Regions from separate parts of the Gossypium arboreum genome. Here region 2 is linked to region 1. A link is a contact called in public Hi-C data. All regions are on one chromosome and are shown on one strand. The core of a region is the stretch at or near the end of the contact, and the rest is flanking DNA. Distances in the headings are between cores, read along the strand shown. Region 1 holds the start of LOC108474828 (phospholipase A1-IIdelta). Region 2 holds the start of LOC108469763 (protein trichome birefringence-like 39).

The links. Hi-C and Micro-C count contacts between places; a contact is called where the count stands out from the background.
Region 2: a contact with region 1 is called in a Hi-C map of leaf, with 2.2 times the contacts expected there. The contact joins the promoter of LOC108469763 here to the promoter of LOC108474828 in region 1. A contact is called at or near these places in 2 of 5 Hi-C or Micro-C datasets (both in leaf).

Annotation. Positions count from the first base shown.
Region 1 is chr10:27,850,791-27,854,760 of ASM2569848v2, reverse strand. LOC108474828 (phospholipase A1-IIdelta) reads right to left here and starts at 1,254. Exons shown (of 1, transcript XM_017776852.2): 1 at 1-1,254. The coding sequence starts at 943.
Region 2 is chr10:28,012,643-28,016,836 of ASM2569848v2, reverse strand. It overlaps LOC108469763 (protein trichome birefringence-like 39), which reads left to right and starts at 1,918. Exons shown (of 5, transcript XM_053019628.1): 1 at 1,918-2,376; 2 at 2,453-2,624; 3 at 3,469-3,644; 4 at 3,866-3,989; 5 at 4,103-4,194. The coding sequence starts at 2,072.

The DNA.
Region 1 (3,970 bases), core at 5-2,504:
AAACGTACCCCAACAACACGCTAGGGTAGTGAGGAATGACATCAATTATGTTCTTTGTATGCAGAACTGTAAGATTTGGATACCTTTTCATCCTGTCATTAAAGGCCTTATTCCCCACTTGTGGACAACCGAAAGCAAAAGCTGCCACAGGAATATTGTCCACTAAACCATTCTCAACTACATCAAAAGCACTTAAAACCGCTAAACTAGCCCCCAAACTATGCCCAGTGAACACTATGCTTAGATTTTCATTTTTATATCTCTCTTTCAACTCTTTTATCTTACCCAAAAGTTGCTCCCTTGCACTTAATTTTGTAAAAGGCGATTTGGGATCATCAGAAATGTAAATCGTCAGCCAACCAAGCATCACTTTCGGCTTCTCATTTTCATTATCACTGTCACTGTCACTGTCACTGCTACTATCACCCATTTCCTTGTTGCTACTTCCGTCGACTCGCAAAAGGGGCTCTATGGGCTCAAGCTTTGCGTCAAGAACATTAACCCACTCGTAGTCTCTGGTAGTTCCTCGCCACACTACGTAGATATCGCGGCGACCCAGAGCTTTCGATGTTTCATCGGACGTCGTGGCGATGTAGCCAATCCAGTTTGTTTCGCGGTCCCAGGACTCCCTTGACCTGGAGTGGAGCAAAAAGGCTTGAGGGAGAGTGACGTGAGCAGTGGCATAGAGAAACGATTCTACTTTGTAATCGGAGGCAGATTCCAGCATTACTTTGTCGAAGAAAGAGGACTTGCCATAGCGGCTTGAACCGCAGAACTTGGAATTTTGGTCGTTGTTGAAGGCGTCATATGTGGCCTGGCAGAAGTCACCGCAGCGGAGGATGAGTTTGCGAAGTGAGAAGTGAAGAGGATCCAGCAGCGAGTCCCAGTTTTTGCTACCAAGCAGTTCCTGCCATGACGGTTCTGCTTCTTGATTTGCGGCCATGAGCAGCTGACTGCCACCGATGGATAGGCGACCAAGAAAGGAATTCTGTGGCCCTGGTCGTTTTATCTTTTGATCGGAAGGGGAAAGATAGGTACTATTTTATGAGATAGAAAAGCCATATTCCGGATGACAATATGGCGCTCCCATGACCCACTATTATCGCTGCCAAAACAGAGCAGGACAAATTAGACCTAGAAAGCACGTTTATTCCGTGCTCAACGATTGGAGCCCGATGTTTGAATTCTAGAATATAAATAAAAAAGAAAAAAAAAATCTAAACTCGAGCTCAAAATTATTCCATCTCAAGGCCAATCTTAGCACGAACTCTTAATAATGCAAGCTTTATAACAATTCAAGTATGAGCCCAAGATAAATTTTATCCAAAATTCAAAAAGTTCAAATTTATAATTAAATATACATTAATAAATGATTGTTGATATTGTGTACAACAAGGGAGGAGTTTAAAGGAGTGAGTGACTCTTGAGGAGGTTGTTTCACTCAATCGGAGCGGAGAGACAAAGGTTATGAAGAGTGGTAATAAAAATAGCATAAAGGTTTATGGTTAAAAGAGTGTTGACAGGGTGTAGACTTAGTATTCTTGAAGAGTCGATCATTTCTTCGTTGTAAGAGTGTTGACAGGGTGTAGACTTAGTATTCTTGAAGAGTCGATCATTTCTTCGTTGTACTTTAAGGTATTTATGTTGGATTGTCGGTATGGCGCAATGGAAAAAAATTCCGACGATCATCAGCCATGGATCCATGTACAAGGAATGAATTGGGTTGAAATAATGATCGAAATTATACCTTTTGAAACTAAAAAAGCAACTACTAGTAATAATAACGTCTCGACCTCTATGTAATCCATCCAGTCAAAGAACGAACAACAAAAACTCTCTTAACTTTTCAAAGAGAATTTTTAATAATGGCTGCTAGACCTTTTGATTTATTTTTTTTTTAACCCTAACATACTAAGGGATTATATTCCTTTTATTTTCTTTGATATCATAAATCAAGAAAAAAAGATTATTCCTTATTATTAGAGAAATAAATGGAAATTGAGAAAAAATATATATGCTTTCCTAAAGAATATCCATTTTCATGTCTTTTATATTTTGATGAAATTAATTATTATAATTTTTATATTAATAATTTGGTAAACTATATATAATTAATATTTTATATGAATCAAATTCATATATTAATTTTATCTATATTCTCTATTTGTGTACAATAAGTTTGTACATATAACATGTTCAATATTTAACTATCAAATTAATTCAATTCAATAATTAATTCAATTCATGTGACAACTAAATACAATATCAAATGTATTTAGATTCTGTTCGTTTCTACTATAGGGTGTGACATTGAGGCTCTTGTAACGCTAGTAGTAATACTAGAACGTTTCTAATATTACAAACAATGAGTGGCACTAGCAATGCATTATTGCTACCCAAAGTATAAGAAGTCGAAATTCGACATAACCTCTCTGTGATAATTTTTCATGTATTATATCCTTTTATCCTTAATATCTAGATTGGACACAAGTCATGGAATAGTTATACTTGTATAGTCCAAAATCATATTTCTTGATATTCTGAGTAGGCTACAATAAACAAATAAGTGTGATATCTCATATCAACTTATTTGAGCCTGACCATGCATTTCTAATCTCACTCCATCAAGAGGCTTAAGATATTGCTTCCATTATGTAGGAGGAACAAATCCTATCTTGATCAAGCATATCCCACTACATAGATTGTGGTATACCCAACATCAGTTTTTATAGTATAACCTGTTATGGTAGACATTTGAGTGTGTCAAAATATACGACTCAAGATGATGAGACAATGATAATCTCAAGTCTGAGGATTATATATATAGTTATCACTATGAGTAATGTTGTGACTATTAAATAATAATCCAAGAAACATAATCATAGCGGGTCATTCCAGTATGTTGTTCTCTAACACATACTCATGTATCAATTTTGACATCCCTCTGTCAATGACAATACTTTGTCATCAATCAACTACACATTAGCCTCAATGCATTATCATTGTCCAAGCCTACAATAATACTTGACTAAGAACCTTTTAAGAATAATCATATTATTCTCAAGACTTTATTATTAATCAGTTTATCTATACACATAGAAAAAGAAACTGAAATAACAATGACAATGCCTTATATTAACAAATAAGGTAAAACAAGTATATGATTACAATCATCTTATGATTGCTCTTTGGGCATACTCTAGCAATTTAAAGGTAGGGGTCTCGTATAAGATGGTGCTAACGTGTTGGACTTTCATCTAACCTTCATTACGAAATGCGTGGGAGGGATGTCTTTGACGGGATGAGGATGTCTGTAACAGAAAAAATTTTATCGTTTATTCTGATTTTGCTAGGATAAAATAGTTGGGCCCATGTGATGTTTGGTGACCAATGGCTTCATGTTCCTAATGACAATTAGGACATCCATTGCTCAAATAGTTATTCCGAAAGGGTGAGCTTGTAAGTGATCTTCCAACTTGCCACTAGTGGTAGACTTACTATTTAGATATCTTCTTCGCTTGCCATATCTTAATGTGGATAGGGGTATAACAATATCCCCATTCAAAATCAAGAGGAGGGATATAAAGTGGCCTTTCTCGAGACACTTTGATCTAGTAAATTCCTCTTTTCCAGGTTGTTCCAGATAGTGACTTTATTCTATGATGAAACATTATATCAAAACATTTGAGATTCTACCATAAATTTATTTTGAGGATTATGTTTTTGGGGAGTCGTGATAATGATGAACAACAATCTTTTGGCAGGTGGTGAATTGCTATTGGATGTCATTTTGTTTTCGAAACGATACATTTTAAGAGATAACTATATATATTCTTTGGGTTTTCTTCTCTGATATTACTTTGCCTCATTTTCTTTTTGAAATTTCTGTAATTGTTATTTCACTAGTCTTTTTTTGAATGATTTATGCATTTTTTGAGTTCTTTCATTTTGATTCATTTGGCAATTCTTA
Region 2 (4,194 bases), core at 669-3,168, 160 kb before region 1:
TGCATGGCTACATTGTCATGAATATCAGAGTTGTCAGATTGTACCTTTCTTATGAGCTCTTCATTCTGCTTTAAGAGTTCTTGATGAAACGTTTGCTGCTACTCGAACCTCACGTTTTGTAGGGCCATTTTCTCCTGAAGAGCGAGAAATTGCTGCGATGATGTTTTTTAACCAGAAGAGAATGGTAACCCCTAGCCTAAAGGAAAATTCAAATCAAAGGAGTTTGAGGCACCCAAATTTTTCGATTGGTCAGCAAACCAACTGACAAACAAGTTTGCTTTGGTGGGTTGGCCACTTGCCCTCGAAGCTCTAGCTTGTCCTGATGAAAAGTTGACAAGAAAATTTTTGTCTGGGAAAGCCATTGTAGTTATTACAAACTGAAAGAAAATTTGATGATTAGAAGTCTGTTCAAGTTCATCACAACAAATTGTTGAGTGTTTTTGTGGTGTGTCCTCATGATGGGGAGAATCGAGTATTTGTAAGATACAATTACTGTTCATTGAAATGACGTCTTAAGTATGCTCCATGCACACTAACACGTATATTATCCTAGACTTAATACGTGTCTGTCAGTCAACTCACTTGACTTCGCATCCTCTGTTTGCAAACGCAAACACCCAAGAACATAGGAACTTGGCTTGCGAGCCCTCCTCGCGAGTCCTTAATGTATCCACCTTGTAGGGCGCAGACTCAAGTCGCGGGTCGACAATTCAAGTTATATTCAAATTTTGGATCGATAATAGAAAGTAACATAATAAATTTGTGAAAGTAATTAATGCCTTTTCTGGTTGGGCCTTTGTGAATATATATGAACATTGTAACTAACATTTTCCCTTTTCTGGTGAACAAAAACTAACAATTAATCATGATGGAGTTGATATGAAGACACAATCAATGGTGTCTTAACGAGGATAAAAGTGATACAGCTCTTACATTATATGAATTGCACTTTGGCATATTTTACCAAACAAGTTTTTTTTCCGTTAAATGAACAATTAACAATGGGACGTATGCAAGTAGAAAACCATAATAGGATGTAGTAATGATGGTTTTTCATATATCTTATTTTATTTTGTTGAGGTGTTTTTAGATTTTGATTGTTTGTAAAGAACAAATTATAAGAAAATGGAAGAGAATAAGAAAAGTGACTTTGTATCATCAACTTGGAAAAAAAGAAACCTTTGAAAGCAGAGGGCTTAATTTTGTATTGTTATACTTTTGTCTCCTCTGATAGGGAAAAGTGTGATTCCATTATTTTTAATAATAACAAAATAAAAAATAAAAAAAATCTCATAATGCCATACCTCCTAATTTTTCAAAGTGTTTGGATCTATCCCCACCTGGCGCAAGGGAGCACAATCCATCCAAACATTTCACTATTCTTGTTTTGAAGATAAATAGATTTTTATTGAAACAAAATAAAATTATTTGATAAGTAATTTTTTTAGTATCTTTTATGTTTACAATTTGTATCTATTCTAAATAATAATATTATCTTTAAAGTTTAAATTTATATTTTTCCTTAAAATATAATTCATCTTATAATTACATTAAATATTTATTGATACATATAAATCTATTTCATCTAAAATTTTTAAAAATAAATTCATTTACTCATTTCAGATTTAGGAAATCATATATAAACAACTAGGATATATAATAATAATTTTTGGTATAACTATGATTTAAATTTAAATTATTAATGTGAATACCGGACAATTTAAAATATAATATGCAATAATTTTAATTAGATTTATAGAATTAAAAAAAAAAGTGAAGTGGTAATGTACCTAAGTATCAAAGATTTACCTAAAAGAAAATATCCACGATAATCCAAAAATAAATAAATAAATAAACTAAAAACTAAAAAAAAAACTTCTGGCACATATGACATGGAGTTTGAGTACTGTTCCATGTGAAGCTTTTTTCTTTTTTTTTCATTACTTTCTTTCTCTCTCTTTCCCTCTTTATATAAGGTGTGATGGGCAGACAACTTTTCCTTCACCACTCGTCCCTTTCTCCTTAACAGTTTGAGGCAGCGAATTAACCCAACAAAACCCAACCTCTGGGTATGGGTTTACTGCTCCTCTTCCGCTTCTCTCTCTTAGTCTTATTGTTTTTTCTTTTACAGCACTCACCAACAAAAGGTGAGGATTTCAATGCCATAAATAATACCAATGCCAGTGGCAGAACCAGAAGCTTAGCTTCTAACTGCAACTGGTTCAGAGGCAAGTGGGTTTATGACCCTTCCTATCCTCTCTACGACCCCTACAAGTGCCCCTTCATCGAGGGTGAATTCGACTGCCAAAAATATGGTCGACCTGATAACACGTATCTGAAATACCGATGGCAACCCTTCTCCTGCAGTCTCCCCAGGTCAGCTTGCTTACCATTCATTATAATTACAATTACACCCTATATGTATATAGGAGTATAAAGTTTGGAATATTAGGTTCAATGGGCTGTATTTCTTGAGGAAATGGAGAGGAAAGAAGATCATGTTCGTGGGTGACTCACTCAGCTTGAATCAATTCCAGTCTTTGACATGTATGATTCAGGCCTGGGTTCCAAATTCCCAGATTTCATACATCAAACGAGATGGTCTTACTTCAGTTACCTTTCTGGTCAGTTTTTGATTTCTTGCTATGCTTCTTGTACACTTAGAATATATATATTTTTTAGTTACAATGATTGCTTTGAATCTGGGCTGTGGCATGCATTCATGTCTGTCATCTCCTTTATCTTTTTCAATCTTGTTGCCTTTTGATTTTCTTGGATTTCAAATCCTTTTTTCGGTGCATGGGTGGAAAGGAATAGTAATTATAATCCTTGGTTTAAAATGGGCAGTAAAATTTTGACTACTTAAAAACTTTTAAGAATAAATATATTGAAAGTAAAATTGAAGTAGATTTTTATAAACATGAATTAGGACAAAAGAGTACTTCCCATAAACTTGGTGCTACAGTTGTCAAAGTTTGCTACGACTCTATTTTGGAGGCTTCAAAATTATATAGATTTTCACTCTGAATGTTAAAAATGGTTGAACATAAATGTTTTAGTAGAGGATTAATATATTAGCTTTAGGAAAAGGCAAATCTGAGGAGTAGCTGTTTTGTTGTTGAAAACTAATAACGGAGATAGGTAAGTGTGCATTAAAAGTGGAGCGTGATTGGTGGACGCCCTTACTTTAGACCGGGACATCACATGTCAAGATCTTAAGTTTACTGCACCCTTCCTTTATTTTAACATTTCGATTTCCGGATGACGTTTTTTTTTTTTCTTTTGTTATTAGTGCCTATATTTCGAAAAATTAGAATTTTAGTTGCTATATTTAAATGATAATGTACATGTATACAACTGAATTTGATAGTTATAATAGTCAAATTTAATATCACCAATGAAATAATTACATAAAAATGTTATTTTTAATTTTCTAAATAATAAAACTGAAATTTGAATTATGGTCAGGATTATGATGTGAATATAATGCTGTATAGAACGCCGTACCTGGTTGACATAGTGAACCAGAAGTATGGAAGAGTGTTGAAGCTGGACTCAATCAGGGGCGGTGATTCATGGAAAGGAGTGGACATGCTGATCTTTAACACGTGGCACTGGTGGACCCACACTGGAAGAACCCAACCGTAGGATCCCTTTTTTCCTTTCAACCAGAATAAAAAAAGACTGATGTTGATAAAATAACACATGTGCATTGTCTATAAGGGACGGGAATAAAACACCAACCCTGTCGTTGTGTTGCCATTATTTTATTTATGATAGTAACGCCTGAAATCTAGTTTAGTAACTAAAATGATAGAAGATTATAAAAGATAATGGTAAATAATGTGATGCGGATTTGGTGCAGATTTGATTACATAGAAGACGGTGGGAAAACGTGGAAAGACATGAACCGTATGGTTGCTTTTTACAAAGGATTAACAACGTGGGCTAGATGGGTGAACCGCAATGTGGATCCTTTGAAAACCAAGGTTTTTTTCCAGGGCATTTCTCCAACCCATTATGAGTAGGCAACCAACATCACTTTCTATATCTTTTATCAATGTATACATCTTTAAATAAAAATGAAACATGTGAATTGCAGGGGAAAGGATTGGAACAAGCCAACAGAGTCCTGCTCCGGACAGACACAACCATTCTTTGGGATGAGATACCCAGGAGGCACACCCATGGCTT